2 separate regions of the Mus musculus genome follow, and region 2 is linked to region 1. A link is a contact called in public Hi-C data. All regions are on one chromosome and are shown on one strand. Each heading gives the region's core, a stretch centred on a gene start, on an enhancer-like site or on the middle of the called end of the contact. The rest is flanking DNA. Distances are from core to core; before and after follow the strand shown.

Region 1 (6,557 bases), core at 1,785-4,284:
AATACTACAATATTACTTACATGTATAGCAGTTTTTTTCCATTCTGTGCTACAAAAGGTGATATAATCTAAGGTTCTACATAAGACCTGCATGAGACCAAGAGGGCATCAACAAGGAGGAACTCACAAGGTCCCAGCCCTAGCTAAAGTGCTATTGGCATACAAGCAACACTAATTGGATTTAGATGGCTAGAAAAATATTTAAAGGAGAGGACATTAGAAAGGTGGGAGACGGAGGTGGTGAAGGGATCTGGGAGGAAACAGATGAGAACATGGGAATAGATATGCTCAAAATACATTGTATCCGTGTATGAAATTCTCAAAGGATAATTACAAATATATATGTTTTAAAAGAGCTGAAGGCATCATATTTAAATCATCCAAAAGACAAAGACTGATGTGTAGATGAAGGTTCTCAAAGGAGGTTGAATTTGATCAATGTGTGTTGGTTGCATGTATGAAAAGTCATGCTAGAAAATATCAATTTGTACAACTAATGCATGTAAATAGAAATAAAAATTAAGGAGCCAGCAAGATGATTCAGCTGGTAAGTGTGCTTGTAGCTAAGCATGATCCTTGCATTCAATATCTGGGGCCCAAGTGCTGGGAGAAGAGAACCGACTCCCACAAATAGTCCTTTGATTTCCACAGGTTTGCTGTGGCACATGTATAACCTTCCCACACATACACCACCCACGTGCATGTACGTGCACACATATACATACACACACACTAAATAATGTAATATAATTTTAAAAGATTAAGAAGGCAAGGGAAAAGAAAAAAATCCAAATGCAGCTAGCGAAGTGACTCATCAAATTCAAGGTATAACAAACTTATTAGAAACCATGGAAACCAGATTGCTTGTGAACAACATATTCAAACGATGAAAGAAACGGACTAAAAATACATATCTGCAAAACCATATCCTTCAAAACTGAAGGAATAATCAAGATACTATCTGATAAACATATTGAGGCAATGCGTCACTAGCAATTCTTTTCTGCAAAAACTGCTAAAGGAGCTGGCTGGGGCAATACGGACTTGTAGATCCACTCAAGAGACTGATGCAAAAGGATTTTTTTAGTTTGTCTTAAGCAACAAGACATCATTTATTATAAACAAGTATGAGAGGGAGTCTTTTATGGGAAAATGAAACAACTAGACACATATTACAAATTTCAAATGGTTAAACGTTAATTAATAGTAAAAGGTCATGCCCAAACAAATATAAAAGACAGTACTCTGTTGTCAATGTTTTCTTCAAATTTAAGAGGCAATCATAGAAAACAATAATTGTGAAACTATACTGATGGCAATACAATATAAGAGGATGTAAATTGTACAGCTACGATGTATTTGGGGTGGGTTCTCCCTATTTCAATCAAGGAAATCAAAGGAACAATTCTTTAGGTGAGGATCCCTGCTCAAGTGAATCTAATTTGTAGCAACTTGACATTAAAACCAACCATGACAGCAGCTAATTGGTGCTGGTGGAGGGGAGTCATTAACTTTAGTGGTGTGAATTGTCCTGTGGCTGTGGATAACTTCACAGCCATACTCCTGTTGGCAAACCTGCTTAAACCCAGTGGGTAACCAGCAAAACCAACCAAAGTAAAACAATCAAAGAACCCTGCAACTGGGGAGGTGGGGGTGTGCTTGAAGGAGGGAGCCTAGGAGATGGAAGGGGGATAAGAGGGTGGAGCAGGTGAATGACATTTTCAAAGAGTAAATGAAAAAGAAAATAAAACAACAAAGAAAGAGAGAACTGGAATTAATATATCAAACTAATAAATTTTAAGATGAAAATAACTGGTAGAGAAAGGGAAGAAGCTTTTGTAATGATGAACATTTTTAGTTAACAGAAAGGTTACACACAGAGACAATTACACACACACACACACACACACACACACACACACACACACACACACACACCATGACAGTACCATAGTCCACAGAAACAAAGACTGTTGTAAATATATGGAGAAATGAGCAGCTGTACAAAATGAAATTAGTATGGAAAAAATGACATACACAATAGAAAAACTGTAAGAAAAAAATCAGTAAAACAGAAAAAAGTGTGTTATAGAACTTATGAGTTTAATATGGTTAATATGGTTAACAATTAAACATTTTAAATGTCTTGAAGATATACTGGATTTTATGGTGTGATTTGAATATATTCGACACTGGTGAAGAAAATTTGATCTATTCTACCAGTTGCTTGCTTATTTAACACATGAGAGAGAAATGAGAACTATCAGACACTTTATTTATTTTTTTAGAATTTCATACACTTGCGTTTTATATACATAATTTTCACCCTCCTTCCACCCCAAACACCTCAAATTCATGATCTCATCTTCTTTGATTATTGTTATTACATAGACATATAAATGCATTATAGAGCCTGCTGAGTCCATTGTGTTCTTCTCTTATGTATGTACGGCTTTGAAGGCTGAGCTGAGCACCTGGGACTATCACCTGTCAGGACCTTGTCCTCCTCTAAGAGCAGTTGTTAAATGTCTAGAGCTCTTCATCTCTGGGTGAGTCTATTAGCTACATGAAATTCTCACACCACATCACTTATCAAATTCATTTCCTGTTTTATTATATCTGTAAATGATTTTATGTTGTGGCATGCATGTGCACATACACATGATTAAAAAAAAATGAAACAAAAAAGCATCCTGCAAACACTAAAATCCAAAGTGATCAATTCATTATATAGTACCTACCATTTTAAAAAATCAAAATGAGATAATTCTGCTTCGTAAGGCAAGTAGAGACTGTCAAGAAAAAAATTAAAACTCATCTTCATGTATAACAATGACATTTTTAATTATGAGTCTGTAAGCTTCTTTGCTTGGATTTTGGCATCATGTGTTGTGATAATAGCAATATTGATGAGGTTTTCTGTTTTCAAAGGCTGGGAGTCCTGATTTATCTTCCCAGATGTTCCCAATAGCTGTGTCTGTGCTTTTCAGTGTTAAGTAAGTGCATGTCTGGGACCACAGTGTTCCATCACCATGGTTTCACTAGATTTAATAAGCTGTTGCTTAGCAAACCCACTCGTCATCCAGCTATTTTCTCTTTGCACTGTCTTCACGTTATGTCCCTGGTAAAATGTAGCTGAGCCTCTTGGTAATGGAAAATACCACTCTCCACGTAAAATGTAATCTTCACATTTGGGGCTGGGTTCTTTTTTCTTTTTTCCTCAAGTCAGAATGCCAAATATCAGAGGGCATTATAATCCAGTGGTAAAAATAGAATCTCTGGAACAAGCAGATATATTCACCTCTCGGGCTCTTTGACCTTTTGTCAATCACTAATCTCCCTATGTCTCATATTCCTCATTTGTAAAACATAATCATTACATTCATCTCAGAAGGACACCATGAGGAGTAATTTAGATAACATAACTAAAATGCACCTGACACTTCATATGGGCCCATCCATTGTTACTGACATCAAGAGAATAAGGAGATGGTGATAACAAATCTTCCTAATATACATCAACTTCTGTATCGAACTTAATTGATGATCCAGTGAGAATTTTAAATGCTGCATGAATGCAGAATTGAAATGCCTGCTTGCCACAGCTGGCAGAACTCTATGAAGCAATTATACATTTACAATCAGCACAGCATTTATAATGCATCTCAAGGGTCAGAGGCCATTTCTGTGAGTCTAACTGACCTAGGTATCTTGCCATATGTATTTTTTATTTTGTTACATTTCTACTAGTTGTTTATGCACATACATTATACTTACACAGGTATGTACACACATGTACATATGTCTACATATCTATATCTATAGTAACTGTGAGCATATATATTAATATAAATTTTCAGTTATCTGAGTACAGGTAATAAGATCCATGAGACTCAATGTATCCATCTTACCTAGCCACAACTAACTTGTTGGTTTATACTGTGCAGGCATCCATTAGGAAAAATGCACATGTATATACAATGTAAACTAGCAAGTTTTGCTAAGTGCTGTCTTTAGCACTAGAATACATAATGGCCCTTTAGATAATCTATTAATAGTCAGGGGGTCAGATTTACCCTTATAAATTGGCAGATAGAAGTAATTTATTTATAACTGTTCTACTGTGGTGGGGTGAAGTGGATGCTCATAACTAAATAGATCAGGTCCAGGAAAAATTTGAGGCTGCCTAGGAGAAGAATAAAGAAATAAAGACAAAGGGTGGTTGATTGGAGTCCGAGAAGAAAACCATGAAAGAAGCATGAGAAATGAGGGATTTTTCCAGCAAAACCCTGAACCTCTACTCCCTCATATCTTCATGGCTGCCTTGATAAAGACAAATTCTTTATGGAAAGCCTGAAAATTCTTGGATCCTTGTTCAGATTTGGTGCCTGGGGAGGAAATAAGAGTCTATGTGTCTAGATATCAAACACTAAGTTTATATTTAATCTACAAGAACAACCCTTGTGCAAGTGACAGAATGTGGCTCATGTGAAAAGAGAATCATGACCATTCCTACATTACCTAAGTAGCAATATTGTCTTCTAGGGATTTCTACTGTCCCCTCTCAATATCTGTTTCTCCCTTTTCATGGTCTCTCCTTTACTTTCATATCCTACACATGTATGTGCACACTCTCTCTCATATGAGAGAACACAGATGATATTTGCCTTTCTGATTTTGGCATATTTCATTTAACCTACTGACCTCCAGTTCCATGTACTTTCTGCAAATGTAATACCATTTTTCTTATGGCTTAATGAAACTCCATTCTAGATATGAACTATCTCACTCTGCTCAAGATGTCTATTTTGAAGAAAACAAATGACAACAGATGCTGGGGAGGATGTGGAAATAGGGAACTCTTAAACAGTTGCTGGGAAAGTAAACTGGTTCAGCCACTTTGAAAATCAATGCAGATCTCTCTCCCCTCTCCCCTCTCCCCTCTCCCCTCTCCCCTCTCCCCTCTCCCCTCTCCCCTCTCCCCTCTCCCCTCTCCCCTCTCCCTCTCCCCTCTCCCCTCTCCCCTCTCCCCTCTCCCCTCTCCCCTCTCCCCTCTCCCCTCTCCCCTCTCCCTCTCCCCTCTCCCCTCTCCCCTCTCCCCTCTCCCCTCTCCCCTCTCCCCTCTCCCCTCTCCCCTCTCCCCTCTCCCCTCTCCCCTCTCCCCTCTCCCTCCTTTGCCCAGGCTGGCCTAGAACTCACAATCAGCTTAAGTGTTAGCATTACAGCATTTAGTGGCTCCTTCCCTTTCCTTCTCTCCCCCTCTCTCTTCTGGTCTCCCTGCCTCTCCTCTGTTTGTGTATTTCTCCTGTATGGGGTGACTCAAAGTGAGTAATTGAAGCCTCTGCCATTAGTTGTGTGGGTTAACTACCCTGGAAGCATATCTCCAGCCCTAGTGATAATGCTTGTAGACAACTGATAGGTGATGGGTTACAATTGAAGTTTTAGCAAAAACCTCAAGAAGAGCTCTGTACCAAATCACTGGCAAAACACCTCTTACATTGTTGACTTGTCTATGAGTGAAATAATACATATTAATGTTATAAGCTGCTATGTTTGGAAATGAATTAGTTCTGCAATGATAGATAACTACAAAATGGGATAAAATAGAAACTAAAGAATGATGACATGCAGCTTAAATGAATGTGTAAAATTAAAAACCCATTGAAACATTATTGAGAAGGCAGAGGGGCAAGAACTAGCCAGCAGAAAAGCAAGTGCAATCTTCAGCAACCCAGAGCAAAATATGCATCTCTGTCCTTTATAGCAAGAGATAGTTTGAATTAAAACTGGGCTATTTTATCTCTTATCATCCATTCAAAAATTGTCACCCATTTGGACTAAAGTCTCAACTTTCCCCTGAAAATGTTAAGTAACAGTACAAGTCACATAAAGATGTATTGTCAGAAAAAAATGCTAGGAAAAAATGGAAATAAATTTTAACAGTGAAAATGGTGGCAAAACTAGGTGTACTAATATAGCTCTGTAGTTCTAGCATCTAGGGAGGCTCAGCTAGGAGGCTGGCTTAAACCTGGGAATAAGAGTGGGTACCACAGTGAGAACTCATCTCAAATAAATGGTGGCAAGTGATGTGAATACGTAACAGAAGGATTCCTCCAGTGATCACTCTTCAGTGTGTAGTGTATGGAAAGGACAAACATGCTAACAGATTTTGGAGATAATCATCTAAATTAATTTTCAAATAAAAACTTTCTTAAAATACTGACCAAGTAGAGAAGATGAATGAAATGAACTGGCTTTCCACCGAGAATTTCTCTTTACCAAGGCAGCCATGAAGATTTCAGGGAGTAGAGCATTAGTCTTCAGGGTTTTGCTGGAAAAATCCCTAAACGTGAAAACAAAGTTTAAAGTGCCAAATTCCAAAAATTATACAGGGGCTAAATAAGCCAACAGCATATTTTAAATGGCCTACAGTACTTAAAAAAAAAGATCTAAATTGAAAAAGAAAAAACAGTGATTCTGATAATAATTTTAAAGTATTAGAAATGGTGATTTAATTTCCTGTATGGTATCATGTTCCTTCTGAGCTTTCTACCTGTG
Region 2 (6,377 bases), core at 1,107-3,606, 430 kb before region 1:
CCTCAGAGAATATCATCACGTTTTCCTTCTGGACATATTGATTTCATGTGTGCTTGTTATGCGGAAATGAATCCAGCCTATAGCAAGTATTTCCTGGGTGTTAATGCTTCTCCAAGCAAGCTTCTTAGGAGAATGTACTAGAGAGTAGCTGTCAAGGTTCTTCTTACCTTCATTCCAACTGTTGTGCAGTTAGGACTTCTTGTGGGACTCCTAAAGTAAGAGTAGGGGCTGTCTCTGACTACATCGCCTGCCTTTGGATCCCTTTCCCTTAACGGAGCTGCCTTGCCTATGCACAAGAGGAGAAGATCCACCTAATCTTACTGCAACTTGATATGCCAAGGCTGGTTGATGTACATGGGAGGCCTGCCCTTTTCTAAGGAGAAAAGGTGAGGGAGAAGGGCAAGGGAAAGGGAGGGGCTGGGAGGAAAGGACAGAGGGCAAGAAGATACAATTGGGATGTAAGGTACATTTAAAAATATGAGAAAAAAAAGATAATCAACCCATATTTATTCACTAGTATAAGCAATACTTTTGTTTGCACGGCCTGATGATTATCTTTTAAATATGATCAAAATAATTTAAGTAAGAATCCTGATATGCGGGACTAATATCCAACATATATAAAGAACTCAAGAAGGTGGACTTCAGAAAATCAAATAACCCCATTAAAAAATGGGGCTCAGAACTGAACAAAGAATTCTCACCTGAGGAATACCGAATGGCAGAGAAGCACCTGAAAAAATGTTCAACATCCTTAATCATCAGGGAAATGCAAATCAAAACAACCCTGAGATTCTACCTCACACCAGTCAGAATGGCTAAGATCAAAAATTCAGGTGACAGCAGATGCTGGCAAGGATGTGGAGAAAAAGGAACAGTCCTCCATTGTTGGTGGGATTGCAGGCTTGTACAACCACTCTGGAAATCAGTCTGGCAGTTCCTCAGAAAATTGGACATAGTACTACCGGAGGATCCAGCAATACCTCTCTTGGGCATTTATCCAGAAGATGCCCCAACTGGTAAGAAGGACACATGCTCCACTATGTTCATAGCAGTCTTATTTATAATAGCCAGAAGCTGGAAAGAACCCAGATGCCCCTCAACAGAGGAATGGATACAGAAAATGTGGTACATCTACACAATGGAGTACTACTCAGCTATTAAAAAGAATGAATTTATGAAATTCCTAGCCAAATGGATGGACCTGGAGGGCATCATTCTGAGTGAGGTAACACATTCACAAAGAAACTCACACAATATGTACTCACTGATAAGTGGATATTAGCCCAAAACCTAGGATACCCAAGATATAAGATATAATTTGCTAAACACATGAAACTCAAGAAGAATGAAGACTGAAGTGTGGACACTATGCCCCTCCTTAGAATTGGGAACAAAACACCCATGGAAGGAGTTACAGAGACAAAGTTTGGAGCTGAGACGAAAGGATGGACCATCTAGAGACTGCCATATCCATGGATCCACCCCATAATCAGCTTCCAAACACTGACACCATTGCATACACTAGCAAGATTTTATCGAAAGGACCCAGATGTAGCTGTCTCTTGTGAGACTATGCCGGGGCCTAGGAAACACAGAAGTGGATGCTCACAGTCAGCTGTTGGATGGATCACAGGGCTCCCAATGGAGGAGCTAGAGAAAGTAGCCAAGGAGCTAAAGGGATCTGCAACCCTATAGGTGGAACAACATTATGAACTAACCAGTACCCCGGAGCTCTTGACTCTAGCTGCATATGTATCAAAAGATGGCCTAGTCGGCCATCACTGGAAAGAGAGGCCCATTGGACACGCAAACTGTATATGCCCCATTACAGGGGAACGCCAGGGCCAAAAAAAATGGGAATGGGTGGGTAGGGAAGTGGGGGGGGGGGTATGGGGGACTTTTGGGATAGCATTGGAAATGTAATTGAGGAAAATATGTAATAAAAAATATTTTTTAAAAAAAGAAACCTGATATGCAGTACTATTTATCCTATATTCTGTATAAAACAGTCACTATAATTTAAAAAAAAAAGAAACAACAACAACAACAACAACAAAAACCCCATGCACTACCTGAGTTATTTTCTTGTTCTACATAGCATGTCCTAGTTGGGTTTACAGCCCTAGAATTTTGGTGACTCACTAGGATGACTAAGGATGGGTGCCACATTCTATTCTTCACTGAATACAATGACTACAGATTTGAAAGCCCACAGGAAAATTAATGTAAAGCTCTATGAGATTTTTCTGTGTTAACATACGCTTTTCCTTCTTCAACCCTGTGGTCCAGTTTCAGGTTTTGAGTGTCCTCTAGTCAATAATTAACCACTCTCCAAAGAGAGAATGGCTGCTGCCTTTCCCCAGTTGTCTTGTTAACGCTTGTAGCTACAGCTTGCCAGTATTTCTGGCTATGTGTGGCCAGTCCAGAAACTTGGGAATGGTGTAAAAGATATTTTACTTCCTATCGTCCTCCTTAAATGCCCAGGATCCTAATCCATTTATAAAAAACAAACAAACAAACAAACAAACAAAAACCAGTATTTGAGTCTGCATTTTTCTTAAGTTCGTTACTGACAAATTACCAGAGATCATGGAAAAAGGCAATTCTACAAAGAAATCCAGACAGAAAAAGTGGTCACTTTCATAAATATTAGCTCTTGAACATCTGATGAAGACAGCCTTGGCTTCAGGAGAGTAAGGAAAATCAAGTGAGGGAAACCAAACTGTTACCAACTGTTAGTTGAAATAGCTCTGATGTGGGGCTTTAAAGCAGGAAGGCAAGACAAGAAAGAAAATGAAAGAACAAAATACTGCAGGCAGCACAGTAAGTAGAAAGGAGAGGAAGGAGTGTTGTCATGGTAACAAGATAAAACCCAGGCTCCTCCCCAAGAGAAAGATAAAAGCTGTTTTTGTCCACAGGTCTCTTCTAGCTTTGCTCTGGGTTTAGACTAATCATTTTCATGCCTGGGTGCACTTGTGTGTGCGTACACATATATTATGCACATTCAATTATTTTGGTCGAAAAACCAGTTTTACCCTCCGAAATTCCAATCCTTCTTCAATAATGCCATGATGTGTTTCAGTATTAAGAGAAAAATGGATGGAGATGAATATTATTAAAAGGCTAAATTTAATCTAAACCTAGAGGAATTTTGAATCTTACATCCCCATCATCTCAATGGTATTAGGAAATAAAGCGCTATTGGACAATTCCTCTTTATACACACTAATGAATGTGACAATTTTAAGAGACTAGAATACTAACAAAAGCACACAGGGGGAAAAAAAAACAAGATCAGAAATGCATACACCTGTAATCCCAGAATTCAAGGGGCTAAAGCTGGAAGATATTCAGTTCCAGACTAGCCTAGACCTATAAGAGCCTTTCCCAGAGCATGAAAACAGACAAAACCACAGAATATAAAAATATGCATATGTATATATGCATAGATGAAATCTAGGTATTTGCTTTGTATGCAGCATGGAAATATTAGTATCTAGCTTGAAACTGAAAGTAAAGAAAAAAGGAGCAAATAATTTCTTTTTGTGTATGATTGCTTTAAATGATACATGATCAAAATTATTTTAACAACTACATTCTTGTATTATGTATTAGAAAAGTAACATTATACCAAGCTGAAGAATGGTCACCCAAAAATGATTTGCTCATATCTTAGTGCCCAGAATCAATGAATATCACCAATTTTGGAAAAGGATCTTTGCATATAGAATTATGGATTTTTTTAAGACAGGGTCTCTCTGTAGCCCTGGCTATCCTGGAACTCACTCTGTGTACCAGGCTGGCCTTGATGTTACAGAGATCCACCTGCCTCTAACTCTGGAGTGCTGGGATTATTAAAGGTGTGTGCCACCACTAGACAGAATTATAGATCTTAAAGCAACCATTCTGGAATACCTAAATGGTGGGATTTAGTGGTCAGTATCTTTATAGAGACTACAAAATAAGATGATGTGAACACACAATCAGATAGCAGAGTGATAGGGCCACATGCCAAGGAATGCCTACACCTACCAGATGTGTGAAAAGAGAAGGAACTTATTCTCTAACATGTACATTTTGATAGTCCAGGACAGTGGAACAACATTCTTTGAGATGTCTGTTTCTAGGATTCTTCAAGAATAGATCTCTGTTATCTTATTAGCCATCTGGCCAGCTCACAACTACCTGAAACTACTTCAGCTCCAAGGGGATGAAATGCTTCTGGCCTCCAAGGGCACCTGCACTCAAATGCACATAGTCACATAAAGACACACATTTACATTCAATTAGAAAAGTAAATCTTAAAAAAGAAGTAGAAAAGCAAGAGAAATGTTAATTATATGTGACATAATAACAACTGAAGATAGTAAATGTGAAGTTTAGGAGATGGAAAGCATTGTTAATAAGATATGAGATATTTCCATGCTGCCACTGACAATACAAAACCAGGAGTGAGACTACATGAATGACTGATAGAAATAAATTAGTATTCCAGGAGTATGAGTGTACTAAGTATTTTTGGGCATTAGACTGTCAGGGAAAATTCTATAGAAGATATAGAATTGAAATCTGGGCTCCCAAATATGGTAAGGATTGGACAGACTTACTTAGTTACAGTCCTGGTAGACAAAAAGAAGTTTAAGAAAATATGCCATTGAAAGTATCTCTGAAATGTTTGTGTGTGTATGTGTGTATGTATGTATGCATACATACATACAAGATATCATTATGAAAATATTGTTCATTTGGGGATGTGGCAATTCTTACAGAGTTTTAGAGGATAGTGTGATTATTTGCAGGTGATACCCAGCTATTAAGGGGCAAAGTTTCTTGATGCAGCTTACTTTCAAAGTAAAATGTGGTGTGTGTGTGTGTGTGTGTGTGTGAGAGAGAGAGAGAGAGAGAGAGAGAGAGAGAGAGAGAGAGAGATAGGTAAAATGTTATCAGTCAAAGGACATATATGGGAAGGAACATGCATGACACAATAAGACACAAGTTTCAAACAAGAGATTCCACTTCAAGAAAACAACCAGAATTAGAAATAAAAGAATATGACAGCCAAGTGCTCCATTTATTAGGTATGACTACAGAAATCAAAAAAATAGACAGCAGTATGTATGTCCTAAGTTAGAAAGCTTTCTTTTAGTATTATTCTGTATTACTATGACCAAGCTCCAGTGATAATTTGCAACAACTAGCAAGTTTGTGATGTACTAATAGCTTCTAGATGGCAGCAAATACAAAGGTAAACAAGGTATTAAATTCAGTTTAACATCATTAAAACATTACAAGGAGTCTCATCCAAATGCATACGTAACTTAGATCCAATTATATGCCATAGACCAATCATTCACTGATTAAAAATAGGAGTCATTAGCTGGGCATTATGATATACACCTGTAATTCCAAAACTTGATAGGAAGAAGCAGGAAGTTTACCCTAAATTCAAGGCCAGGCTGGTCTACATACTGAGTACCAAGCCAACAAGAGTTATATACTGAGGATTGATCTCAAGAAAACAAAAAGGTACATATGTGCACATGTCTATAACACACACACACACATACACGGCATATATGACTCCTAAATTAAGGAACAAAAATCCGTCAATTATGGGCATGCTACTAAGGCCAAAAGAATCAGGTGAGTACAATATAAAAAAATTTGGATATTCAATATACATGCAATTTTGACAGATTTTTCAAGGTAATTCTGACAGTATCTGGGGCTTACTTATATGATGCCTTATAACTCAACCCTGAACAAACAGGCATCATACAATGCCTATAATCCCAGAACTCAAGAGTCTGGCAGGAGGTTTGCTATGAGTTTGAGGGTTTGCTATGAGCCCAAAGTTATACAGCAAGTTCCAGCCCAGCCTGGTCTATGGAATAGTAAGAGCCTATCTCAAAAACAAACACTTGTTCACATCATTTAAAACCAGTTTTCTTTTCTGTAAAACGTGAACAATGAGACTAGTGATAAGTTAATATTCTGTGACAATTTAGCAGGACTATAGTGTCAGGTGGCTGGTTAAACGTTTTTCTAGATGTTTTCAATTTTTTTTTTTGAGACAGGGTCTCACTATGGTGCTTGATATGTGGTCTAGGCTGGCCTTGAACTCATAGAGATCTGATTGCTGCTACCTCCTGACTGTTAAGGCGTGGGATACCACAACCAGCTTCTTTTTACCCCTCAATAAAGCAAGTACTTTACATCACTGTTGGAATTAGCCAGTCACATAAAGTGCAGAGGCTTCAATCAATAATTAAAGACCTTCATAAAACAAAGACTAAGCCTCACAGACATACCTGGGAAGATGAAATTCCAACTGAGAAATTCTCCCCACCAGACTGCCCTGTGAGCAGTTAGTG

What was found. A called contact is a pair of places that touch in the nucleus more often than the background predicts.
Region 2: a contact with region 1 is called in a Hi-C map of cortical neurons, with 2.9 times the contacts expected there. The contact joins two enhancer-like sites. A contact is called at or near these places in 1 of 15 datasets of contacts at CTCF or cohesin (large pre-B cells), 19 of 484 Hi-C or Micro-C datasets (the AtT-20 cell line, cerebral cortex, cortical neurons and 9 more) and 2 of 115 datasets of contacts at active chromatin or transcription factors (embryonic forebrain and large pre-B cells).

The regions. Positions count from the first base shown.
Region 1 is chrX:152,942,873-152,949,429 of GRCm38.p6, reverse strand. No RefSeq gene overlaps it. Among named protein-coding and RNA genes, the nearest start is that of Usp51, 60 kb to the left of the region's middle. Within about 2 kb of position 3,034, at least 19 of the 459 cell types and tissues checked have an H3K27ac peak or open chromatin away from gene starts, as enhancers often do. A contact at or near this core is called in cortical neurons, where this site is marked.
Region 2 is chrX:153,371,815-153,378,191 of GRCm38.p6, reverse strand. The region is part of intron 4 of Klf8 (Kruppel-like factor 8); the gene reads right to left. Among named protein-coding and RNA genes, the nearest start is that of Klf8, 15 kb to the right of the region's middle. Within about 2 kb of position 2,356, at least 30 of the 459 cell types and tissues checked have an H3K27ac peak or open chromatin away from gene starts, as enhancers often do. A contact at or near this core is called in cortical neurons, where this site is marked.